2 separate regions of the Mus musculus genome follow, and region 1 is linked to region 2. Evidence: chromatin contacts called from public HiChIP or PLAC-seq data. All regions are on one chromosome and are shown on one strand. The core of a region is the stretch at or near the end of the contact, and the rest is flanking DNA. Distances in the headings are between cores, read along the strand shown. Region 1 holds the start of Ap1s1 (adaptor protein complex AP-1, sigma 1). Region 2 has its middle 17 kb from the start of Fis1.

Region 1 (6,359 bases), core at 1,029-3,528, 100 kb before region 2:
TAAAATCATTTGGGTTTTTAAATTTTTATAATTTTTATTTATGTGTGTGCGTATGTATGCACATGCAAGTGGATGTACAGGTGCCCCTGAGGCCAGAAGAAGGGGTTGGATTCCTGGAGCTGGAATTACAGGCACTTGTGAGCCACCCATGGGGACAGGGGAGGGGGTGCTGGGAACTGGACTAGGGTCCTCATCTGCTCCTGGTCACTAAGCCATCTCTCCAGCTCCTAGTCTTGGTTTTGTTCCTTAGGTCCATTCTCTGCATAAGTTATAAATTGAATTTTATTATACGTATAGGGAAGCTTCCGTTTCACACAGTCAGAGGCTTCAGGAGTCGATTGGGAGTCTTGGAATGCCATCTCTAGAGGATAAAAAGAGGACTGTGTTGTTAATCCTTCAGCCAAAAAAAAATCCGAGTTCCTTAAATCCAAACCTCTTCACTAAAGACAGAAGGACAAACAGGGGAGTAGAGAAATGGAGAGAGAGAAAGCTCTAAAACTCCTGCTACAATTTAAATTCTTTTTACAGTCACATTTACCTATGCTTTAAACTGTTCGGTTTCAATTTCACCACACGCTGGTTTTTTGGTTTTTTTTGTTTTTTGTTTGTTTGTTTGTTTTTTTTGTTTCTTTGGCTTTTCGAGACAGGATTTCTCTGTGTAGCCCTGGCTGTCCTGGAACTCACTCTGTAGACCAGGCTGGCCTCGAACTCAGAAATCCACCTGCCTCTGCCTCCTGAGTGCTGGGATTAAAGGAGTGCATCACCAATGCCCAGCTCCCACTGCTCTCTTTACATAGCCTAGTCTGGCCTTGAACCCTCTTGACCAGTCCTCTTGCCTCTGCCTCCCCAGGGACCAGATTACAGGCATGTGCACAATAATGCCTGGCTAAATTGTTTTGTTGCTCAACGATTTTTTTTTTTGACATTGTGTCTCAGTCCATAAAATGAACTAGCTATGTAGTCAAGAGTCATTTTGAACTCTTGATCTTAGTACATCTGCTTGTACCTTCCAAATAATCACATAATAGGTGTATACCAGCACATCCAGTTTGGTACACACACACACACACACACACACACACACACACACACACACACACACACACATATTCCTCCATAGCCCCAAAACTGGTCATGACCTCTTGCTCTTCCTGCCTCAGCCTCTGCAGGGCTGGGATTGTGACTTGCCTCACCACACCCAGTTCTGGAATCCCACTCTTGCTTGCTTGACAGAGCCACACTGTGTAGTCTAGGCTGGCTGTAGCCTTCTGGCTATGGGGATTACACCACACCCCTTTAATACTATAAGATTCTCTTCATTTCTTCCCCTTTCTCCTTAATTTACAATTTCCTCCCATTCTTTATATTCCTGTTACAGTATTCCCATTTTCAACAATTTTTTTATCCCTGATTTTTATCCCTGGTTTAGTTTTTTTTTAAGATTACATTTTACAAGTGTATTTTGTGTTGCCTGTGACCATGTCTGTCTGTCTGTGTGTGTGTGTATATATGTGTGTGTGTGTGTGTGTGTGTGTGTGGTGTATACAAGCTAGGGTGCTTGCTTATACAGAGGTCAGAGGACAATTTGCAGGAGTCAGTTCTTTCTTTCCACCTTGTGGGTTTGGGGAAACATCTTTACAATCCGAACCATCATATCTGCACTGTTTTGTGTCACTTTTGTTGTTGTTGTTGTTGTTGGAGACAGGCTCTCTGTGGCCTTGGGTGGTCAAGACCGTGCCATGTAGCTGCAGCTGAACTCCTGTCTCTGCCTTCCAAGTGTAGAGATCACAGGATACACCACCACACCTGCCTTGTTTGCTTTGGGGACAGGATCTTGCTTGCTCTGGAACCCTGAGCTGTCCTTGAACTCTTTATTCTCCTAGCCTACCGGTCTCTATTTCCCTCATCCTGCCCATCACCACCCTCTGACTGATGTTTTCCACATCATTCCTCCCAACTTCTTCATCAGCTCCAAAGATCGTGCATACACCTCTCACCCTTTTCCCGCCTTTTTCCCCCACAAATGCTCCAAAGCTCGAAGTCCTCATTGTCCTCTACCCCCTCCCTTCCCATCCTCCAATCAACCCACCAAGACAGCCCTGTTACCATGACGACCAGGCTTTTGCAAAACTGAAGTCAAGGACCTGGTTGCCATGGTTTCCGCTTCTCCGCCTCCAGCCCCGCCTGCGCGCCGGATGAGATGGGGGTGGGTCGCTGCAGCGTTGGCGCCTGCGCAATGCGTCCGTGCTTGGAGCCGGCGAGGCCTTGGGGCGGGGCTTCAAGCGGAGAGGGAGGGAAAAGAAAAGAATCCGACTGGGAGTGGAGCTGGCTTCTACGGTGGCCGGAGAGGGACGCACCGGGCTGGAGGCTGCAGGATGGTAGGCTGTGAGGAGAGGGAGGGGACGGGGACCCGAGGGGCGTGGGCTGTACCTGCAGGGGTCCGGAGGGGGGCTGCCCTTTGTGGGAGTCGCCCTGTCTTCCCTGTGGTCCGCAAAGGATCCACTTCCTGGAGCTGCTGGAGAGAGCTGACCTCGGAAGCTGGAAATGGCACTAGGGACAGGGGTTGGGAGGAGTCTTGCTGGTTAGGAGAGAGGGGACTAGAGCTGAATGGTGGCGGGACTGTCCCGAGCCTGGAGAAGCGCTCGGGACTCTGGGAATCTTTAAGACCCTCCCAGGCACTGCCGCAGGGAAGGCACGAGGTTGGGGCGCCGGGGTCACTCGGGATGGTTGCAGGTCGCCGAAACCCCTTCCCTTGAGGCCCACACTGGAGCATGGCCCATGGAGAGCTCGGTGTGGGAGGGAACAGTTTCCGGGTCTCTGGAGTGAACCTCCTGTCTCGCTTCCTTGACAGCTCACCCGGAGTTCTGGCTCAGGTGGGCTCTAGGGTTTGCCGTCGGGGACCTAGGCTCTGGAAGACTCCCTACTTTGGCAATCCCAGCTCTCCACCCTCTCCGGGGCATTTTCTTTTCCGGAACCCAGGCCTTCCTGCTGTAGCTGTCACCTCCTTTTCTTAACTACACAGGACTCCCTCAGTTCTTCACCTTCCCTATCCCCCCCACCAACAGTACTTACTTCTAGCTTCTGGGGTGTTGTTTTCTTTTAACTTAACCTGCTAAACTGGAAGTGTGGGACACACACAGATATCCCAACCCGGGCCATGTTCTCAGAGCTGTTTGCTGGGAATTGAGTTCAGGATATGGAATGAGGAACCTCTGCAACTGGTAATAAAACTAGGGCCATGCGGGAAGCAGTGAGGACTCTGCTTGCTAGTTATTCCACAGACATTCCCTAGGAGAGCCCTCCAGGGTGACTATGCCCCTGTCTGAGGGACCCAGTGATCAGTCACCTGATGTCTCAGAAGAAAGGTCAGGCCTTAGAGTGCACACCTGTAACCTGGTACTCAGAGGTAAGAAAAAGGGAGATCAGAAAACCAAGGGCAGCCTTCGCTACTTAGGGAATTGAGATCAGCCTGTGCTACATGAAACATTGTCTCACAAAAGAAAGACAGAAAAGAGGGCCAGAGAGACGGCTCAGCTTGTCCGGGTGGCTGATAACCTGAGGTCATTCCCAGGAGCCATGTGGTGGAAGGAGGGGACTGACTCCTCCTCTGACCTCTGCATGTAAGTGATGGCACGTGGGTGCCCCACACATACGTGTAAAAGAATATAAAAGAACGCTTTAAAGAAACTGGAAGCCGAGCGTGGTGGCACACACCTTTAATCCCAGGACTAGGGAGGCAGAGGCAGGCAGATCTCTGAGTTCGAGGCCAGCCTGGTCTACAAAGTGAGTTCCAGGACAGCCAGGGCTACACAGAGAAACCTTGTCTAAAAAAAAAAAAAGCTGGGAAGAGAGGCAGTATGTGGAACTAAATGTGTGGATGGTGGAGAAAAATGGAGGGTAAAATCTGAATATTTCTGCCAAGCACAGTTCTATTTATATACACTACTCAGGGAAGAGTATCGACAGGTATGGGACTGACGAGAGGCCATATTGAGTCAGAGGCATCTGAAGGTTTATGGCAGGATCGGGTAGGGCGTCTGTGAGACATGGCGTCTAGAAGAACACACAGAGAACTGTTGTCTGTTGGCCTCAGCTTATCATGAGGCTAGGCATCTTCTCCATGGAAAACAGGGTTAGGAAACAGAAGGTCAGGGGAAAATAGCAGCACCTAGCATGTTACAAGTCCTACTGTGTGTCAGGCACCCTCATAAATGAACAAACCCACTATGTAGACACATGCGCACATACACAGAATTAAAACTAATAAAAATGTGCTGGAGAGATGGCTCAGTAGTTAAGAGCATGCGTTGCTCTTGCAGAGGTCCTGAGTCTGATTCCCATCACCCACATGGTGGCTCACAACCATCTATAACTCCGGTTACGGAGGACTCAACAGGCGTGCATGTGTCACACATACATGTGGGCACATAAATATCATACACATAACGTAAATCTTTAATGATAATAACAAATCTTAAAAGACCTCCAGAAGAAAGTATTATTTCTATCCTGCGGATAAAGAAATGGAGCTTTAAAGACTGCTTAATCCTTTTCAAAACCAATCAGACTGCTCAGTGGGTAAAGGCCCCTGTGGCCGAGCCTGACTGACGAGCTGAATTTGATCCCTGGAGCTCACACAGTAGAAGCAGAGAACCAGCTCCCCAAAGTTGTCCTCTGACCTATACACACACACACACAAATAAGTGTAATAAAATGTTTTTACATTTAGTTTACCATATGTGTGTGGGTGGGTGCTTGCTCCATTATGATCGTGGAGAGAGGACAGCTCGTGGGAGTCCGTTCTCTCCTGTAATGTGGGTCATGGGTATTGAGCATGGGTCATCGGGCTTGGTAACTGATTTAGCTATCTTGCTAGCCTAGTATACATTAATTTGCCTGAGGCTGTACTCGAGCTAGTAGAGCCAGTATTTGAACCCAAATCACAGGCATAAGATTCTTTGACTTTCCCCCAGGAAAAAAAAACGATCCTCCTTGTGGGGACACCCAGCATTGACAGCGAGGACAGGGGTTTTCAAGAAGGTATCAAGGAACAGTGGGGGAGTCTGGGGCTGTATGTTTGTGGAGGAAAAGAGGCTCCAACCCCCTTCTCTGCCCTTCATCTCTTGTCCTTCCTCCCTTGCAGATGCGATTCATGCTACTGTTCAGCCGGCAGGGAAAACTTCGGCTACAAAAATGGTACCTGGCCACCTCAGACAAGGAGAGGAAGAAGATGGTCCGAGAGCTCATGCAAGTCGTCCTGGCTAGAAAGCCCAAAATGTGCAGCTTCCTGGAGTGGAGGGACCTCAAAGTTGTCTATAAGAGGTGACACTCTGTCCCTTTATTTATAGATGTGCAGGAATTGCTCTGGAGTTGCATTGTGGGTTCAAATGGCTGAGAAATAACTCTGAAATCAGGGAGGGTGAGGAACCAAGGCATCTATTGGTTGGTCATGAGTAACCGCTTCCTTCACTTCCCTAGTTCATCTTGAAATTGTTTTTCCAACCAGGGATGGACCTCTGTTCATAGAGTGCTTACCTGGCATGCACAAGGCCCTGGGTTTGATCACAAGCACAACATAAACCAGGTGTGCCTGTACTCCCGGCAGCACTTAGGAAGTAGAGGAAGGAGGCACAGAGTTGGCTACATAGTAAGTCTGAGGCTAGTCCAGGCTTAGTCACTCAAAAACAAACAAAACCAACCAACCAAACAAACAAACAAACAAAAAACAAGCCGGGCAGTGGTAGCGCACGCCTTTAATCCCAGCACTCGGGAGGCAGAAGCAGGCAGATTTCTGAGTTCGAGGCCAGCCTGGTCCACAGAGTGAGTTCCAGGACAGCCAGAGCTACACAGAGCTACTACCCTGTCTCGAAAAATCAAATAAATAAATAAATAAATAAATAAATAAATAAATAAATAAATAAATATCAGAAAGAAAAAAGAAAAGAATGAAAGAAGAGAAAGAAAAAGAAAGAAAGAAAGTTAAAAACCAAGAGGAAGAAGCAGGTAGATCTCTGTGTTTTGCAGTCAAACCAGCCTGGTCTACAATGTAACAAGTTCCAGGCCAGGGTTGCACAGTGAGACCATGTCTCAAAAATAAAAAGGAAGAAATTACTGTTTCCTGCTTGGTTCTCTGACATGGCCTCTTGCATACACCCTGAAGACTCACCTGCCCATAAGTACGACCCTCCCAGTCTCATCTGCCATTCTGAGCACCACACCCACTTTCCCAAACACACCCCTTCTGGTTCCTTGGGTTCTGAGCATATAAACTGGCTCAGATTTATACTGAAGCCAACCAGGTGGGTCAAAGAGCAGAAAGGAAAGGAAAAAAGGAAAGGCATTTGGCGTGTTTCTGAAGT
Region 2 (6,960 bases), core at 4,005-6,504:
GCCCACATTCCTTCCTTCTATTCTTTCATAAGAGTCCACATGCAGCTGGACAGTAGTGGCATATGCCTTTAATCCCAGCACTTGGGAGGCAGAGGCAGGCAGATTCTGAGTTTGAGGTCAGCCTGGTCTACAGAGTGAGTTCCAAGACACGGCTACACAGAGAAACCCTGTCTCGAGAAAAAAAAAAAAAAAAAAGAGTCCACAAGCTGCATCCCCTATGTCACTGTGGGTGTCTGTATCTGTCTGAGTCAGCTGATGGGTAGAGCCTCTCAGAGAACAGTCTTGCTAAACTCCTGTCTGCAAGCACAACAGAGTATCACTAACAGTGTCAGGAATTGGTGCTTGCCCATGGGATGGGTCTCAAGTTGGGCTGGTTATCGGTTGGCCTGTCTCTGCTCCATCCTCCCATCCCTGCATTTCTTATAGACAGGATAAATTTTGGGTTGAAAGTTTTGTGGGTGGGTTTGTATGCCTATCCCTCCACTGGGGTTCCTGCCATATCCCCAATGTAGTGATTCAGAGCTAAGGTCACCCTCACTGACTCTTGGACATTTAATTGGCTTACAGATTCAGAGGTTTAGTCCATTATCACTATGTCAGGAAACATGGCAGCCTGCAGGCAGACATAGGGAGAAGGAGCTGAGAGTTCTACATCTCAATCTGAAGGCAGCCAGGAGAGACTGGCATCCTCAGGTAGCTAGAAGGAAGCTCTCTTCCAAAATGGGTGGAGCCTGAGCATAGGAGGAGACCTCCAAAGCCCACCCCCCACAGTGACACACTTCCTCTAACAAGGCCACTCCTCCTAACAGTACCACTCCCTATGGGCCAAGCATATTCAAACCACCACAGTTTTTTCTCTCCTCCCCTCCCCTCCCCTCCCCTCTCCTCTCCTCTCCTCTCCCCTCCCCTCCCCTCTATTCTTTGAGACAGGAATCTGCTATGTAACCCTGGCTGGATCTCACTGTATAGACCAGGCTCAGACTCACAGAGATTCACCTGCCTGTGTAAGTGCTGCGATTAAAGGCATTGCCTTTGAAAAAGATATTTATGCATTTATTTTATTTTGTGTGTGTTTTATGAGTATATGAATGCAGATTAATAACAGAGGCCATGAGAGCATGTTGGATCCACCCCCCACCTCCCCCACCCCCGGAGCTGGAGTTACAGGTAGTCATGAGCTGCCTGACATGGTGTTTTAGGGTTTCTATCGCCACGGAGAGACATCATGATCCTGGCAACTCTTTGTTTTTGAGACAGGGTTTCTCTGTGTAGCCCTGGCTGTCCTGGAACTCACTTTGTAGATCAGGCTGGCCTCGAACTCAGAAATCCGCCTGTCTCTGCCTCCCGAGTGCTGGGATTAAAGGCATGTGCCACCATGCCAGGCTACCGGCCTGGCAACTCTTATAAAACATTCAACTGGGGCTGGGCTTAGTCTGTCGTCATGGCAGGAATCTTGGCAGCATGCAGGCAGATGCCAAAAAAGTTGCAGAGAGTTCTACATCTGGGATGATGACATTGGGCCTGCCTTGAGCATCTTTGAAATCTCAAAACCCAACTCAGGTGACACATTTCTTTAAACAAAACCACACCCACTCCAACAAGGTCACACCTCCCAATAGTGCCACCCCCCCCCCATAGTGTGATGTTATGGGGCCATTTCCATTCAAATCACCACACGTGGGTTCTGGGAACTGATCTCAGGTCCTGTGGAAGAGCAGCAAGCTCTCCTAACTACTGTGTCCCCAGTCCAGGATGACCCATCTTGATTATGCTATCCCCTGGGCAGGAGGATCTTGGACCATACAGGATGGAGACAGTAAAGCAAACACTAGCATGCACACACCCTTTGTCCGCTGGTTCTCTGAAAGCAGATAGTCCTTGCATAAGACCCTCTAGTGGTTCATATGCTGGGAGTGTGTCTCTCTACATGACTGCATTAGTGGGATCTTTAAAAACTGACGTCTGCCAGGCATGGTGGTGTATGCCTTTAATCCTAGAACTTGGGAGGCAGAGGCTCTACAAAGGCTACAAAGGCTCTACAGAGGCTCTACAAAGTGAGTTCCAGGACAGCCAGGGCTATACAGAGAAACCCTGTCTCGAAAAACAAAGACAAACAAACAAACAAACAAAAAACCAACAAGGGGCTGGAGAGATGGCTCAGTGGTTAAGAGCACCGACTGATCTTCCGAAGGTCCTGAGTTCAAATCCCAGCAACCACATGGTGGCTCACAACCATGCGTAATAAGATCTGACGCCCTCTTCTGGTGCATCTGAAGACAGCTACAGTGTACTTAGATATAATAATAAATACATCTTTAAAAACAAAACAAAACTGAGGTCTAGTGGGGACTGCTTGGGTCAGGCCACCCTTGTAAAGGGGTCTGTGACCGAGTTAGGTCTTGCAGAAGTGAGAACAGGATCTTAGAGGAGAGCAAGCCTTGGGAGCTGCAGAGATGGGAAGAACACTTTCTGCTCTTGCATGGATGGCTCACAACAGCCTAGACATCCAGCTTGAGGAAATCCAGTGTCCGCTCTCTCCTCCGCAGGCCAAGGAGATCTCCTAACAGACTGGCTGCTAATACTCCCATCCATGATCATGGCCCTCCACACTTGGTCACTCCCTGGGTGACAATTCTACATCCATAGGGGAACCTCAGGTGGGTAATGTTTTAACAGTTTGTGCTTGATTCACACTTCGGTGCAATAGTATTTTTTTTTCCAATTTTTGTACACGTTTGTGTTGGCAAGCACATGCGTGCCACAGGACGCGTGTGAAGGTGGGAGGCCAGCCTCCATAGTCAGTTCTTCCCTTTCTACTATGTGGGATTTGGGGGAATTGAACTTAAGTTGTCAGGCCTAATGGCACATTCCTTTATCCAATGAGCTATCTCCTTGACCCCATTTTTCTTTTTAAATTTGTATTTAATTTTATTTGGGGGGAGGGCATGTTGAGCCAGGGTTTCTCTGTGTAATAGCCTTGACTGTCCCGGAACCCACTTTGTAGTTTAACTCACAGAACTCCACTGCCTCTGCCTCCTGTGTCTGTGCATCATGTGCCTGCCCCTGTTGGGTGGTTCACAACCACCATAACTGCAGTTCTAGGAGATTTGCTTCTCTTTTCTGGCCTCTTAAACACACACACTCCACAAATAAACCTTAGAAAAAGAAAAGTCTCTGTAGCCAGGCAGGGATGGCGCACGCCTTTAATCCCAGCACTTGGGAGGCAGAGGCTGACGGATCTGAGTTCGAGGTCAGCCTGGTCAACAGAGTGAGTTCCAGGACAGCCAGGGCGACACAGAGAGACCCGAGACCTTGTCTTGCGGGGGAGGGGAAAAGTCACTGTAATGCAAACTCAGCGGCTTCTGGCTTTGGTTTTGTTTTGAAGTAAAATTGGGGAGCCCATCACTTATGGGGAGGAAAGCTAACATAGCCGTTACCCCAAACGCCCCAGCCGCCCCAAACCCTGGGGAGCATTCAGGTGCTGAGGAGGATGTTCTCGAAGGCCAGCGATGACTAAGAGCTAAGCGGAGGCTGCTTCCTCTGGAAAATGAGATCCCATCAAGCAGAGCGAGTCTAAGCACCGAGTGTTCTCCAGTGTCAAAGTTGTTCAAGTATTTTTAAACTGCAGAGACTTTTATTGATTTAACCAGCTGAAGATGGGATGAAGGCAATGGAAAATTGCGAAGACGTGTCTCATTAGATGAGGCTCCCCACCCCCTGCTACTATATATTTAGAAGGTTTTTGTTCAATACGGAACAAAACCCTGAGCTTTATATGTGTTACGGGCAGAATGGTGTCCCACCTTCTATCCCCAAAGTCAGAGTGAAGTCCTAATTGTGGAACCTGATAATAGACTATATTTAGGATTTTCTTTCTGCCCTCACCCCTACTCATCGCCCCCTCCCTCCATTCTTCCTTTATTCTGTTTTATTGTGTGGGTGGGTGGTTGGAAAGAGGCACGTGTGCATGTGCTAGCATATAAGGATGGAGGTCAGAGAACAATTTGTAGGAGTCTTTTCTCTCTGTAGGTCTGGGGGATCAAACTCAGGTCACCAGGCATGATGGCTGGCACGTTTACCTGCTAAGGCATCTTGCAGGCTCTTGCCTCTTGCTGTGAGCTCTTGCTGCATAGCCTGGGCTGGCCTGGCAATGGGTCCCTTGGCTTCAGTCCTTAGGGTGCTGATCACCCAGAGACCTCAGCCTCTCACACAGCAGGTGTCCTCCTTCGAGCTACCTGGGACATAGGGACGTCATCTAAGCTACAGATCTCCTAAGAAAAGTTATATGTGTGCACAGGAGCACAAGTGCCCACAGAAACTGGAGGATAGTGCTGTTTCACCCCAGAGTGGGAGTTACAGGTGGTTGTAAGCCACTAGTGTGGGTGCTAGGATCCCAGTTCAGGGCCTTTGAAAAAGAAGTATGTGCTCTTAACCAATGAGCCACCTTGCTAGACCCCCAAAGTGGTTTTTTTCGAGACAGGGTTTCTCTGTGTAGCCCTGGCTGTCCTGGAACTCACTTTGTAGACCAGGCTGGCCTCGAACTCAGAAATCAGCCTGCCTCTGCCTCCCGAGTGCTGGGATTAAAGGCGTGCGTCACCACGCCTGGCTGGTATCATCTTTAAGAACAACATCTACCACCTTTGAAACAGGGTCTCTCCCTGGCCTAGAGCTCACCAATTAGGCCAAACTACGCTGGTGTGTTACTACTGAGCCATGCCCCCAGCCCCTCACTGGGGGATTCTAGGCAGAGAGCCACACCTCCAGCCCCTCACTGGGGGATTCTAGGCAGAGACTCTACCACCGAGCCACGCCCCCAGCCCCTCCCTGGGGGATTCTAGGCAGGGGCTCTACCACTGAGCCATGCTCCCAGTCTCTCCTGGGGGATTCTAGGCAGGTGACCACTGAGAGCCCTTGTGGGATTGTCATCTGGCTCTGTGATAAAAATGCCCTGACAAGCTTATTGTGGTGCTGCATGCCTTTAAACCTACCACAAGGTGGGTAGAGGCAGGAGGATCTCTGTGAGTTTGAGCCCAGCCTGGTCTACATAAGAAATTCTAGGCCAGCTAGAGCACCATCAGAGACCCTGTCTCCAACTCCCAGCCCCCCCCAAAGAAAACAAAAACAAACACCCCCCCCCCACAACAACAACAACAACAAAAGGCCACTCAGGGGAGCCAGGTTAATCTGGCTCATGGTCTCAGGTAACAGTCCTCACAGCAGGCATGCTGCAGAGGCAGGAGCTGCTGGCCTTGTCTTACTAAGTAGTTTCATGATGGCCTTTAACTCTCCCATCCTCTGGCTCCACATCTGGAGCACCAGGTGGGATGGAGCCCAGAGTTTCCTCCAGGCTAGGTGAGAACCCGCAGCTGGGCTGTGGTCCACTTGCATTGCTATGCTGGCTCGGCATGTTTTAGCTCTTCAGTGCTGTGGGTTGAACTGTACACATATTAAATAATGCGTGCATCCTGTTCCAGAGGCCAACTCCCCAGACCTTTTATATGTTCATTTCGAGAGAACTCTATACTTAGGAGACAGAGGCAGGCAGGTCTCTGTGAGTCTGAGGTAAGCCTGGTCTACATAGAGAGTTCCAAAGTTACATAGTAAAACCCTATCTCAAAAAAAAAAAAAATTCCTTCTGAGATCTCAAGAGATTCTCAAAGAGTTTGGGCTGGCCTCGATCCTCCTGCCTCTGGAGACCTGGAATCGTGGCTTTGCACCACTGTGCTTGGCCTTTAATATTTCTTCAGATATGAGCAGAGTCCCTCCATGAAGCTGTCAGGCCTGGAGATTTCCTTTGTTTGAGTGTGAGGCTAGAGTTAACAGAGAAGGTTTTCTTTTTTTTAAGCACAGTTTCACATATCTCCGTAGCCATGGCAATGACCCCTGGTCAAATTCTGAGAACTAGAATCCTCACTGAGAGATTGGTAAGAGGTTCTTTTCTGTGCCCAAAATAGAATCAAGAGGAACCAGGCAGCAAACCAGCACTGAGGGGCACACCTGTAGACTGAGCCCCTGAGGGGTGGAGGCAGGAGGATGAGGAGCTCATTTGGGCTACATAGCTTGAGGCCAGCCTGAGCTGGGCTACATGCAACCCTGGGGCAGAAAAAGATGAACTAAGGACTGGAGAGATGGTTCAGTGGGCAAGAGTGCTTGCTTTGCAAACATGGGGCTCTTAGTTCAAATTCCCAGCATGGTGTAAAAAGCTAAGCATGGCTGTTTGCATGCCTGTAACCCCAGGACGGTCAGGGTGGTGGAGGGACAGGACTTCGTAAGGGATCCCACATGTACTGTAGTGACACCTTGTCTCAAGGCAGTAAGGTGGGACAGCCGAAGTCCTCTCCTTATTGGCATATGCAACTGCACACACGAGCACATACAACAAACATACCTACAGGAATTTAACAGAATGATGAACTAGGCTGTCCTGGTAGCTCTGGTTTGGGTCTGGAGGTGGGGCCTGGTTGGAGGAAGTCCATCACTTCGGACTTGTAAAGACTTCAAGCATCCCTGGTCCAGACTCGAGGAGGAGAGCAGCTTAGTTTGCTACCTGCTTCCTGACATGAATGACCTCTGCCTTGACCCAAAGCAGTCAGAGCCTGGGCCGACACCCGGGCTTGAATGCACTCTTCTAGGTGAAGACCTCGGACATTTTGTCAAAGTAACAAAAAGCTAACAAGGGCAGGTTTACTTTCTAAAATGTGTGCTGTGTGCTGTGTGTGAGCATGTGATTATGTTTGACTCTGCATGTTGTCACAGGACAACTTGGAGGCACCAGGGTCCCTCCCTCTGCCATGTGGTCCCAGGGGTCAGAGCCAGGCTCTCAGGCTTGGTGACAGGTGCCCTTACCCACCGATGCTTCTCATTAGCCCTTTCTGTGTGTGTGCATATGTGTACGTACCCACATTTGCAAATGCAGAGGGTCCTGCTCTATCACCTTCAGCCTTTTGCCCTGGAGACAGG

The links. HiChIP or PLAC-seq counts read pairs in DNA pulled down with a chosen protein or histone mark.
Region 1: an H3K27ac HiChIP or PLAC-seq map of embryonic stem cells shows a contact between it and region 2, with 6 read pairs. The contact joins the promoter of Ap1s1 here to the enhancer-like site in region 2. A contact is called at or near these places in 3 of 39 promoter capture datasets (the 3T3-L1 cell line and stem cell-derived epiblast-like cells), 4 of 484 Hi-C or Micro-C datasets (adipose-derived mesenchymal stem cells, embryonic stem cells and nephron progenitors), 3 of 115 datasets of contacts at active chromatin or transcription factors (embryonic stem cells and memory CD8 T cells) and 3 of 9 other capture datasets (adipose tissue, liver and pancreatic islet).

What each region holds. Positions count from the first base shown.
Region 1 is chr5:137,042,027-137,048,385 of GRCm38.p6, reverse strand. It overlaps Ap1s1 (adaptor protein complex AP-1, sigma 1), which reads left to right and starts at 2,278. Exons shown (of 5, transcript NM_007457.3): 1 at 2,278-2,378; 2 at 5,144-5,322. The coding sequence starts at 2,376.
Region 2 is chr5:136,941,880-136,948,839 of GRCm38.p6, reverse strand. No RefSeq gene overlaps it. Among named protein-coding and RNA genes, the nearest start is that of Fis1, 17 kb to the left of the region's middle. Within about 2 kb of position 5,254, at least 13 of the 459 cell types and tissues checked have an H3K27ac peak or open chromatin away from gene starts, as enhancers often do. A contact at or near this core is called in embryonic stem cells and nephron progenitors, where this site is marked.